Regions from separate parts of the Capsicum annuum genome. Here region 1 is linked to region 2. A link is a contact called in public Hi-C data. All regions are on one chromosome and are shown on one strand. Each heading gives the region's core, a stretch centred on a gene start, on an enhancer-like site or on the middle of the called end of the contact. The rest is flanking DNA. Distances are from core to core; before and after follow the strand shown.

Region 1 (5,941 bases), core at 1,459-3,958, 130 kb before region 2:
ATCACCAACTCTACTACCCACCAATAATGTTGTCATCACCACCAATTTGACAAAGATGTTAAAAATAAATTTTATAATCAATTTTTTTATAAGTTAAAATCGATCGGTCTTTATAAATTCTAATAGATATTAATAATCAAATCTTTCTTCCATAGCTATTCTACGCACCAAAATACTATTAATTGTGATTTTTTGGGGATTAGATAATGAAATCGATGGTGTTATAGTGATTAAATTAATAGTGGAAGGTGATGAAATTGATGAGTGCCGAAGCTGAAATTGGTGTTGATGGTAGTTGATGAAATTGATAATGGCGGCTAAGTTATGAAGATACGGAGAAAGTAAATTCAGATGAAAATCAATAATGGAGTAAGAAAAAAATATAACTTATTAAAAAAATTAGTTGATGTAAATAAAATTGAAGTAGAAGAGAAAAATGTGTAGGGTGTAATTGTGTGAAGAAGAAGAAACATGGGGGTCATGGTGGGTAAGTGGAGGGGCTGTGAAGTAAAAGATATGGGGGTGGGGGTATCTTGATATTTTTTTTTTTTTTTGCTTAATTTTTGACTCAAACGCTCCTACTTTTTATTTCAATTAATTATTTTTGCCACATCAATTTTAGGAGGGAGGAGGGATATACTTTTATATTGTTTAAGTGTGTATTAGGATACTTATATAATAATTGTTATAAATTACAATAATTAACAGTTTAAAATATTTGAAAGACATAAAAAAGTTAGTTGACTTTCAAAATTTTATCAGTGTTAAATGTCGGGATAGAAAAAATAACAAATATTATTTAAAATGACGTAAAAGTATCATAAATCACATTAATTAACAACTTAAAATATTATCGACATATAAAAAATCTGATTGATTCTCCATATATATCACAGTCACATAAATTGAGAAAGAAGTAACATATTATTTGAAAATTGGTAGAAAGTACTATAAATTACAATAATTAACAACTCAAAATATGTAAAGCTATATATAAAGAGTTCGATTGACTCTCTAAATTTCATCAATATCACATAAATTGAGACAGAGAACATAGCATATATTACCTGAAAATTAGGTAAAAGTATTATAAATTGCAATAATTAAAAAATTAAAATATTTAAAATCCATATGAAAATTAATAAATTATATTAAAATTTTGGATGATTCTCTAAATTACATCAACGCCACATAAATTGAAACAACGAGAGTAAAACATATTGTCTAAAAATTATATAAAAGTATTATATATCACAATAATTACAACTTAAAATATTTAAAAATCATACAAAAAAATTGATTGACTCTCCGAAATTTATTTGTATCACATAAATTGAAACAAAGAAGTAGTTTATGGTAAGCACATGCTCTTGTGTCTCATATATATAATGTATCAATATTTTATAAATAGATATATAGTGTATATGTAATATATCGATATTATATAAATGTGTATAAACGTGTAACGATATTATATAAATAGTTATATATTGTCTCCATATTGTATAAACGGTGTATAAATATTTATTAATATATTAAAAATTTCAATAATTTTTTTCTTAAAAAAGCTACAGCATAAAAAGTTAGAAAAACAAAAAACAATGAGAAAGTATTTTTTAATAATGCAAAAAAAAAAGTCCTTTTTCTACAAAAAAGAAAAAAAAAAAAACATGCAAAAGAAGAAAGATGGTTCAATGGCCATACTAGCAGTGACTTGTCACCCCAGCTTACTTTAACTCCTTAACTAAATTTCTATTTATTCACTCCCTTAACAACTTTAAAATGAACTGAAATCCACCCTTCGCAGCACATCCTGGCTGCATGTTGATACTCACTAACTAGGTGCGTTAATGAGTTAATTTGATGTATTAAATATTTTTTTTAAGTACAAAAATTATTTAAAAAATATAGAATGATCTTATACATTTTAAATCACATCCAACCCCAATTAATTCCTCAAGAACCTTAATTTTCTCCTCTCCTGCTTCTTCAACCATACAAAATCTGTTCAATCTATGAAATTGTTGCAAAAATCAAGATCGTTTTTTTTTTCTTAAGCCGCTCAAGTTTTATCACGAAACATAAAGCTTAATCCATATCCTCATCTTCTTCTACTACCATAATCTTTGTTTTCAATTGAAAACAAAGAAGATGAAAACAAGAAAAACACAGAGAGTAAAATGATCAAATATGGCTGTTGTTTTTCGAATCAACAATTCCTTTCTTTTAGAGAAAAATAAAAAAATCAAATCCAGCAACAAAAATTTAAGATTTTTTGAACCCAACAACAAAAATTCAAGATTTTTTTTATTCTGACCCAACAATAAAAGAAATCAAGATTTTATTGACCAAACTACAAAAAATTTAAGATTTTTCAGACCCAAAAATAATTTTTTTTTCTTTTCTCCAATTACTGATTGAATTTTCAAGAAAAATTTTAATATTTTATGAACCCAAGAATAAAAATTTGTTCCTTTTCGAGTGACTGATTGAATTAAAGATTTGATTTGATTTTTTTTTTTTAGAGATGATAGAGCTAAAAATGAAAAATAGAGAGTGATTGTTTATACACACATTTGTGGTATAAGGTGGAGTGAGAAATGATGTTTGATTTAGGAATTGGAATATTTGTTAAGTGTGGGTTGGATAATGTGTCAGGTTTGCAGATTTAATGGATAGAATATATAAAATAACTTAATATGTGACATGGACTAATCAGAAATGTACGTGTTTAATAACACCTAGGCTTGACCTAGGATGAACTGTGAAGGGTGTATATTAATTCACTTTAAAATTGTTAAAGGGGTAAATAAATAAAAATTTAATTAAAGGGCTAAAGTAAGTTGAAGGACAAGTTTAGGGGTGTTTTGATGTCTTTTATCTATTGTGGATGAGTGGCCAATTTGTGATGAAACATGACCGAAAGTCTAATTTGAGTCATAAAAAATAAGTGGGTTTCTTTTTGTGTAATAAATTAAACTTAATCGTCGTTTTGTCTATTTTTTTCCTTTTTTTTTTCATTAATTGTAAACTAGATATAAGATTTCATACGAGTACGAGTTCAATATATGCTATTTTTTGTCTCAATTTATGTGACACGGATGAAATTTAGAAAGTCAATTAAAAATTTTGTACGATTTTTGAATATTTTAAATGGTTAACTATTGTAATTTATTATTATTATTATTTATATAATTTTGTATATGTTCCAATTTATGTGGCATAAGTGAAATTTGGATTATTGATCAAATTTTTTGTATTATTTTTAAATATTTTAAGTATTTAATTATGTAATTCTAATACTTTTTACATAAATTTTGGACAGTATATGTTACTCGCTCTATACCATGTTATGTCGCATAGATGAAATTTTAAGAGGCAATCAATTTTTTTTTAATTTTATACTAGATATCGAAGGCCCGTGCCAATATATATTATTTTTTAGTCTCAATTTATATGATACAAATAAAATTTTTGATAATTAATTATATTTTAAATATTTTTTAGATATTTTAAATTGTTAGCTATTGTAATATATAATAATTTTTTGACATTGTAATTTACTATTTTAAATTGTTAGCCATTATAATTTATAATACTCTCCTTGTCCAAAGTTTTATAGCATTGATAGTCTATTATATTTTTAGAATAATTTAAGTTTTTAATTACTGAAATTTATAATACTTTTTCTTCTATTTCAATTTAAGTGACACTGATATAATTTCGAGAGTCAATCAAATATCACGATTGAAGCCCCAAAGTAGACATATCTTAAATAACTCATAATAACTTATTAGAAGTGATACAATAAAATTACTATAAAAATAGTTGTGAAAATTTTTTAAGTGGGCCTCATATAATATGTCAAGTTAATTTAAAACATCAATAATTAATTTATCTTTTTTTATTTTATTTTTTATTAAATAATTTTTTTAATATTTAGATGACTCATAATAATTAATTAGGGATAAAATAGTAAAATTACGGTTGAAACAACTGAAGCAAGCATGCCATGAATGTCTATTTTACATTTTTTTTATCAAATATTATTAATTTTTTAATACGTAAATGATATATAATAATCAATTAGGAAATAATTTATTAGAAGTGGTATAACAAAATTAATATAAAAAATAGTTGTGAAAAAAATTTAGACAGGCCTTATATAAGATGTCAAGTTAATTTAAAACTTCAATAGTTTGTTTATCATTTTTTTTTTGTTTATTTTATCTTTTCTATTAAATATTATTAATTTTGTTAATACTTAAATGACTTATAGTAATTAATTGGGGATGAAATAATAAAATTATGGTTGAAGCAACTGAAGCAGACATGTCATAAATGTGTATTTTATTTTTTGTTAAATATTATTAATTTTTAATACTTAAATGACATATAATAATTAATTAGGGGTGATATAGTAAAATCACGGATTAATACTTAAATGACCTATAGTAATTAATTAGAGATAAATTAGTAAAATTACGGTTGAAACGGCTGAAACAGACATGTCATAAATGTCTATTTTATATTTTTGTTAAATATTATTAATTTTTTAATACCTAAATGACATATAATAATTAATTAGGAGTGATATGATAAAATCAAGGAGGAAGCAGGCATGACGACCGCCTCCTGCTTCTAAGCCTCTTCTATATATTAGAATATATATAGAGAGAGAAATTTTAAGTTGTTAATTATTGTGAATTATAACACTTTATATAATTATTAGTAAATAAAGTAAGTATAAATTATTAGTAAAATAGTAGTAAGAATTTTTCAAAAAGTGAAGGACAAATTGGTCAATTTAATGGCCTGACTTTAACCTCCTCAGATTCCCATCTCTATATATTAGTAACCAGTAGTAGTAATCACCGGATGTCAGAATAATATTTTCTCCTTAAGTTACAAGTCATTTGGTGAGAGGTGTAAGTTATAATTACTTGAGATAAAATATTAAATTATTTTATTTTGTATTTGATTGGAGGTACACAGTTTCAAAATTATTTATCTCACTATTAAATTTATAGTAATGAAATAAGTTATTTTACTATTCTAAAATAGCTAATTCCGAAGTAATTATCTTGGAACAGTTTGTTCCCAACCAAAAGACCCTTGTGGGCTTTGTAAGTACCTAAATAAGCTTTGTAAGGCATCTTAGAACTTATTTTCTCTGTGTATTTTAATTGTCTCCTATATTAAAAATAAATTTCATTTTTATTTGTCTAAATTTTTTTTATATGTTATTTTTTAAATTAATTGCTTATTTCGTAAATTATTTCTCAAAACTTAAGACAAAAATTAATTTGGATATTATTGTAAAATAAAATTTTGATTTATTTTTTGTAAGGAAAGTAAAAATTCATTGTAGACGAGTAAAAGTGAATGGAAAGAATACACGATAAAAATTGGCACATTTACTATTACCAAACTGATAATTTCTTTTTTTAAAAAAAATAAAAATAAATGACCACAAATGGCCTTATTTATTAAAGCAAAAACCACACAATATGTACAGCACATGACTTTGACATATTTATGAGAAACATTTATGCGTTGCTAATCATATGACAGTAATACGAAACGAGACCGTAATAAGAAACTAGAATTTGGAGATCTAAATAAAAAAGCATCGAAGTGTGTTAGGCTTTTATCTTCTTACTTTTTAGGCCAATGTACCACTAGGCATTTATGTTTTAAAATGTTGGTACCTGTTTTAAAATGTTGGTACCAATTCTGGCATCAAAATTGTTACAAACATGTGGTGAGTAGGGCATCCGGCACATAGCGTGTGAAACTCCAATATTTTGTGGGACTAATAATATCAATCTAGTCATTTAACCAGGGCCCGGCCAGCTGGTGATTATAAATTTCATTGGGAAAACTCTCTAATTGGCCTACAAGCTTTACTAGGATAGTGGGTCAGCATCGGCTTAGTTGT
Region 2 (6,094 bases), core at 1,714-4,213:
CTTACTGAAAATTGGACAATTGGAAAACTGCTTGATGGCTCGACGCGGTGGAAATCGCGTTGTCACCTTGGTTGCGAACTGAAAATACACCGCAACGCGGTGGAATCATGGAGGCTTACTGGATTTTGACAATTGCCATTTTAGCTGACTCCGCGATGCGTCAAAGTATCAGGTGGTATACTATCTCACAAAAATGGCTCTAACTCTTTGCCCGAGTGTCGAATTTGGGCGAATTTAGTATCGACGAAAAACTTATTCAATTCTCCACATGAAAAAAAGTCGATATTAGGGAAATTCTACATAGTTTAATAATATTTTTCACTTGGGAAGTCAGCCCTTACTCTTCTTAAGGATGAAACTCGAGTTGAAGAAAGTTTGGGGTATTACACTGTCAAAAAGAGAGTATGAGAGTGGTACACTTATTGTGATTCAAATAGAAAATTAAATACATAGTTATGAACTAAGATGTGAATGATCAAACTTTCATTTTTTATTAGATACAAATAAATGAAGCATGAAATACGTAAACTTTTTTGTTTTGGTGGTCGACATGTTTGCCGACCATCACTTGCTCCGTGGTTTTACTATATCACCCCTAATTAATAACTATTACTCCCTCCTTCCCATTTTATGTATCATCATTTCCTTTTTTGTCCGTCCCAAAAAGAATGTCACCTTTCCCTATTTGATAACTATTTAAAGATACAATTATACTTTTATCTTTATCGGTCCCATTTAATTAAAAATAATAATAGTACATTGTTTTAATGAAGGACAATTTGGTAAAAAAATCAAGTCTTTACTTATTTCTTAAACTCCATGCCCGATCAAATGACGCCACACAAAATGGGATGGAGGGAGTATATTTTATTTATGTATTACAAAATTAATAATATTTAATAAAAAGTAAAATAAACACTTATGACATGTCTGCTTCAGCTGTTTCAATCGTAATTTTACTATATTACCCCTAATTAATTATTATAAGTCATTTAAGTATTAAGAATTAATAATATTTAATAAAAAATATAAAATAAAAATAAAATAATAAATTAACTCTTCATATTTTAAATTAACTTGATATTTTAAATGAAGCCCACTTAAGTTATTTTCACACATATTTTTTATAGCACTTTTATTATATCACTTCTAATTAGTTATTATGAGTCATTTAAGACATATCTACTTTGCTACTTTAATTGTTATTTGTTCGACTCTCGAAATTATATCAGTGTCACTTAAGTTGGAATAGATAAAAAATATTATAAATCAGAACAATTAAAAATTTAAATTATTAAAAACTATTTAATTGTTTACGCTACTGCATGCATAAATATATTTTCTTAACACTTAATGAAAGATCTAAACTTTAGATAGTAAAATTATCCAAAGAATATAAATTATGATTAAATTTTTAAATACACTCATATTATATATAAATATATCAATACTTAATCATGACAATTTATTTGATTGCTTTCACGATAATTTTTTAAAAAATTATATTTAGCATGTTGCATCTGTATTGCCATTGGTCTAATATCTAATATATCTTATCCAATAAGAGGGAATGGGTTAGGAGAAGCAGGAAGGTCTTCGTCAATTCTCCTATCTGCTTCATAAGCTGTTTTCTCTCTAATTTTATTATATCACCTCTAATTAATTATTATAAATTTATTTATATATTACAAAATTAATAATATTTAATAAAAAATAAAGTAGATATCTATGAGGGAATGGGGTAGAAGAAGCAGGCAGGTCTCCTTCAACATGCCTACTTCTCCCGTCTGTTTCATATGCTGCTTCCTTCGTAATTTTATTATATCATTTCTAATTAAATTTATAAATTTATTTATGTATTAAAAAATTAATAATATTTAATAAAAAAGTAAATTAGTTATTTATGACATGTCTGCTTCAGCTGCTTCACCAAATATTTTTGTATAATAATTTTGTTATATCGCTTCTAATTAGACATGTCTGCTTTTCTGTTTCAATCGTGATTTTACTATGTCACTCCTAATTAATCATTATGACTATTTGAAATTTTGCACAAGTATTTTTTACAGTAATTTTTCTATATCTCTTCTAATTAGTTGTTGTGAGTCATTAAGACATGTCTGCTACACACTGTTTTAATCATAACTTTACTATATCACTCATAATTAATTATTATGGTATCTAAGCATTTGAAAATTACATAAAAAAATATTATAAATTACAATAGTTAACAACTTAAAATATCTAAAAAAAAATTTATTATATTTTTTTAAAAAATATATAAAAAATATTATAAATCATAATGATTAAAATAATTTTTTTTAAAATATTTATTTGGCCGTGCCTTGCACGAGCTATTCGTAACTAGTATAATATAAAAAGATGACATGCCGCCTGTATAAAGTTTTTTTTAAGTGAAAATATATATATAAAAAACATAAGATGGTGTTTGTTTGGATATTATTAAAGAAAAAAGATAAGACTTTCTTAAAAACAAGAATTATTCAAACATATTTTTATTTCCATAAAAAATCTTAGTAGTTCGGATAATATCTTGTCAGATTGCATCATTTGAAAAGGGCAAATTTTGAAAAAGTGATGAAATAGTCAAAACTGTTTACCCACCATGGCAGAAAAAGCGAAAAGTGTCTTTCCACAAAAATGATGACACGTGGTAGACAAAAGAAGAAAGTACAAGGTTCCAGTTCTACTCGCGAGTATGAAAACATGGAATTTTAGCACTTTCGTCAAAATCTTGGCTTAAATAAAACACGATATTTAAAAAAAATAGAAAAAGGGAAAAAAGAAGTCAAATTTCCACGTGTCATTGAATGTGAGCCACAAGACTTGAATCGATTTCTCGGTCGTTCTACCGGAAATTCGAAAAATACCCCCAAAAGAAAACGAAACTTTCACTTTACCCCATGACGTGGCAGCACTTCCCTTCTCCCCTTTTCAACCCCCAAAAAACTGAAAAAATTATTTTTCATTTGCCCATTTTTCTCTGCCTTCTTCTGCTTCTCCTTTTTCTTCAACTTCCCAAATATTTGTTTTGTTTTCTTCACACTTGTTTAGTTTATCCTTCATCTTCTTTTAGGACAACTGTCTTCTTTCTCGTTACTCTGTGTTTCGCTCTTAAGAATTAGACAAATCGTTGCATATTTATTTATTTCGAACTTGTTGTTTCTTTGTTTCTCTATGATCAGTGGCCTTTATTCAAGAATTTTGATGTTTTGTTGGTGAGAAGGATGAAGATTCAGATCTATAAAGGGGAAAATTTTGAAGTGAACAGGGTCTGAAGAGCTACAGTTCTGTGTTGGGATTTTAGATCGTGTGGTTTCTTGGAATTTTTTGGATCTTGGAGCTTAATATTGACTGAATTTGAAAGTGACCGTTGATATTTCTGGGTTTGGGCACTGAAGAGAATTTATTAGCTAAACAAGGAATACTGTTTGTTTCAGCAAAAATGAATATACCAGTATGCATCTTATCTATTTTTCTTACGTATTTAATCTTTAGATGATACTCCTTCCATTTCAATTTGTTTGTTCTATTTTAGATTTGACAGTAATTAAAGAAATTAAAGAAATTTTTAATGTTTTAGTCTTAAATTTAAAATAAATTGAATGTACTAAAATGTCTTTGGTCTTAAATGTCATGTAAAAATAAAAAGTTGAGATTTAAGAGTTACGAAAAATGAAAAAAGGACGTATTTTTTAAAAAGGAAATAAGGAATGCTACTTTTTGTGATTTTTTTCGAGGTGCCTTGCTCTCAATTGTTAAAAAAGATGTTTTTTGCTTGTTCCAACTTCCAACAGATTATACTTATGTTTGTCCATAATGGCTCCATTATGTGTGCACAGGGATATTAGTCAACCATGTTCCAGCCATGGTAGGTTAAATTAATTTTATGATTGAACGCAAGTCTTATTAGGGGGATGTTGAAGTAGACAGAAAAAATTGCAACTCTTTAGAATTTTTACTTTTTATAAATCAAAAGCTTATTAGTCTAGATTTGCGAGGATTTGTGGTTTTGGTTTTGGGTTGAAAGGAACTAAATTTGGGAATGAATTATGCAGGTTAATTTATTATTCTCCTTTTACCTCAGATGCATCAGTCAATTAAAAATTGTTTTTTGGTATAGTCCTGAATTGTTTCAATCAACTGTAAGATATTTTCAGCGTAGACAAATTCAATAGTCATTATGATAACCTAAGTTTTTTTTTTTTGGGGGTTGGGGGGTTGGGGGTAACCATAATTCTACATTAGTAGGGATGCTCTGCTTCAAATGGAAAATCTGTCATAAGAACTTCAAATCTCCCTAGAATAAATGAGGTTGTAACTAATGTCTCCTTACTCTCCTGAAATTTTAGGATCAAAGTGAGTCGGACACTACACCTCCCAGCAGAAGTAGGATCTCACTTGCTGTGGGAGCTCGCATTCAGCTTGAAGAGCAAGTTACTCCAGCAGAAGAATATGCTCCTAAGGTTCGGTGCGCTGCCCAAATGCCATAATTAACAATATAGTTTATGTTAACTTGTTAAGCTCATATCTGACTGGATGTTCTATTTCATACAAACAGATAAGAAAGCCATACACCATTTCAAAGCAAAGAGAGAGGTGGTCAGAGGAAGAACATAAGAAGTTCCTTGAAGCTTTAAGGCTGCATGGTAGGGCATGGCGACGTATAGAAGGTAAACAGCTAATAAAATCAATGGATTGTTCGAGTTATCTTCTGCTGCTCACTCTATACTAAAGAGACGTTTATTTCTCAGAGCACGTGGGCACCAAAACTGCAGTTCAGATCAGAAGCCATGCTCAGAAGTTTTTCTCAAAGGTTTGTGACTTGCTTTAAAAGCATCCTCTCATTATTAATGGTCAAATCTGTTTCTTATTGGCTATTGACGTCAACTGTTTTCTTGTGATCAGGTTGTTCGTGAATTGAATAATGGTGATGCAAGCTCTGTGAAATCCATTGAGATCCCTCCTCCTCGGCCTAAAAGAAAACCAATGCACCCTTATCCACGTAAAATGGCAACTCCAGTTAAAAGTGGAACCCTAGCTCCAGAGAAATTGAAGAGCTCTACTTCACCTGATCTCTGTCTCTCTGAACCAGAGGATCAGTCTCCTACCACTGTGTTGTCTGCCCTAGGTTCTTTTGCATTTGGCACTGTACATTCCAGTAAGCCAAGTGAGCACTCATCACCTGTTTCATCAGATGTTGCTGAAAATTCTGGTGATGTTGTACTTTCTGAACCATCCGATATCATTCTTGAGGAGAGAAGATCTTCACCCGCCCGAGGTTATGCTAGTTCAAATCAAGACAACCAGTCTTGCATGGTACATACTACCTGTACTATCTTGTGGAACTGCTGCTTTTTGGTTCCCATGCTGATGCTACTATGTATGATTTCTCATTTGACACCACTCATTGTGATTTTCCTGTTTGATTTGTACATCCAGAAACTAGATTTGTTTCCGGAAGACAATGATTTTGTGAAAGAAGGCTTAGATGAGGCATCATCCACGCAGTGTCTGAAGTTGTTTGGTAAAACTGTATTAGTCACTGATTCTTATAAGCCATCTTCAACTTGTGGCGAAATATTGCTGACAGATGAGAATGATGAACCAGCGTCACCGACATTGCCTCAAAGCTCCGTCCCTACGAAATATTTGCGCTGGGGTTCAGAATGTCCCCGAAGTACCTTAACTATTGGACTCCCTGCACAATCATATTACATCCCCGCACCAAATGGAAGTTCAGGACCTAATCAAAGTACCACTTCCCCTCTTTTGCCGTGGGGCTCATCATATGTATCTGATAAATTTCCTTGTGCTCAGGTGCATAGCCCAATTCCAATCAAGGGATGTCCACTCTTTAATGAAACAGGTTTGGATGATAAGGAAACTCAAAAGGAAGGGTCTTCCACCGCCTCCAACGCAGAATCAGCAGATGTGGAGTCGAGTGGAGACACGAATTTGGAAATTGAAGCTCAAAGTGGTAACGGCAATCTGGTTGTAGTGTCCGTCAGAGTCAGTGTACCCCCTCTGTTTGAGCGAAGAGCAAATTTCACAAAGCGTGTGGAGGGTTTTG

Evidence for each region. A called contact is a pair of places that touch in the nucleus more often than the background predicts.
Region 1: a Hi-C map of leaf shows a contact between it and region 2, with 2.3 times the contacts expected there. The contact joins the enhancer-like site here to the promoter of LOC107857552 in region 2. A contact is called at or near these places in 2 of 5 Hi-C or Micro-C datasets (leaf and placenta).

Annotation. Positions count from the first base shown.
Region 1 is chr2:44,396,873-44,402,813 of UCD10Xv1.1, reverse strand. No RefSeq gene overlaps it. Among protein-coding and RNA genes, the nearest start is that of LOC107857552, 130 kb to the right of the region's middle. Within about 2 kb of position 2,708, at least 5 of the 5 cell types and tissues checked have an H3K27ac peak or open chromatin away from gene starts, as enhancers often do. A contact at or near this core is called in leaf, where this site is marked.
Region 2 is chr2:44,262,281-44,268,374 of UCD10Xv1.1, reverse strand. LOC107857552 (protein REVEILLE 1) reads left to right here and starts at 2,963. Exons shown (of 6, transcript XM_016702347.2): 1 at 2,963-3,478; 2 at 4,374-4,487; 3 at 4,583-4,694; 4 at 4,776-4,837; 5 at 4,930-5,340; 6 at 5,464-6,094. The coding sequence starts at 3,467.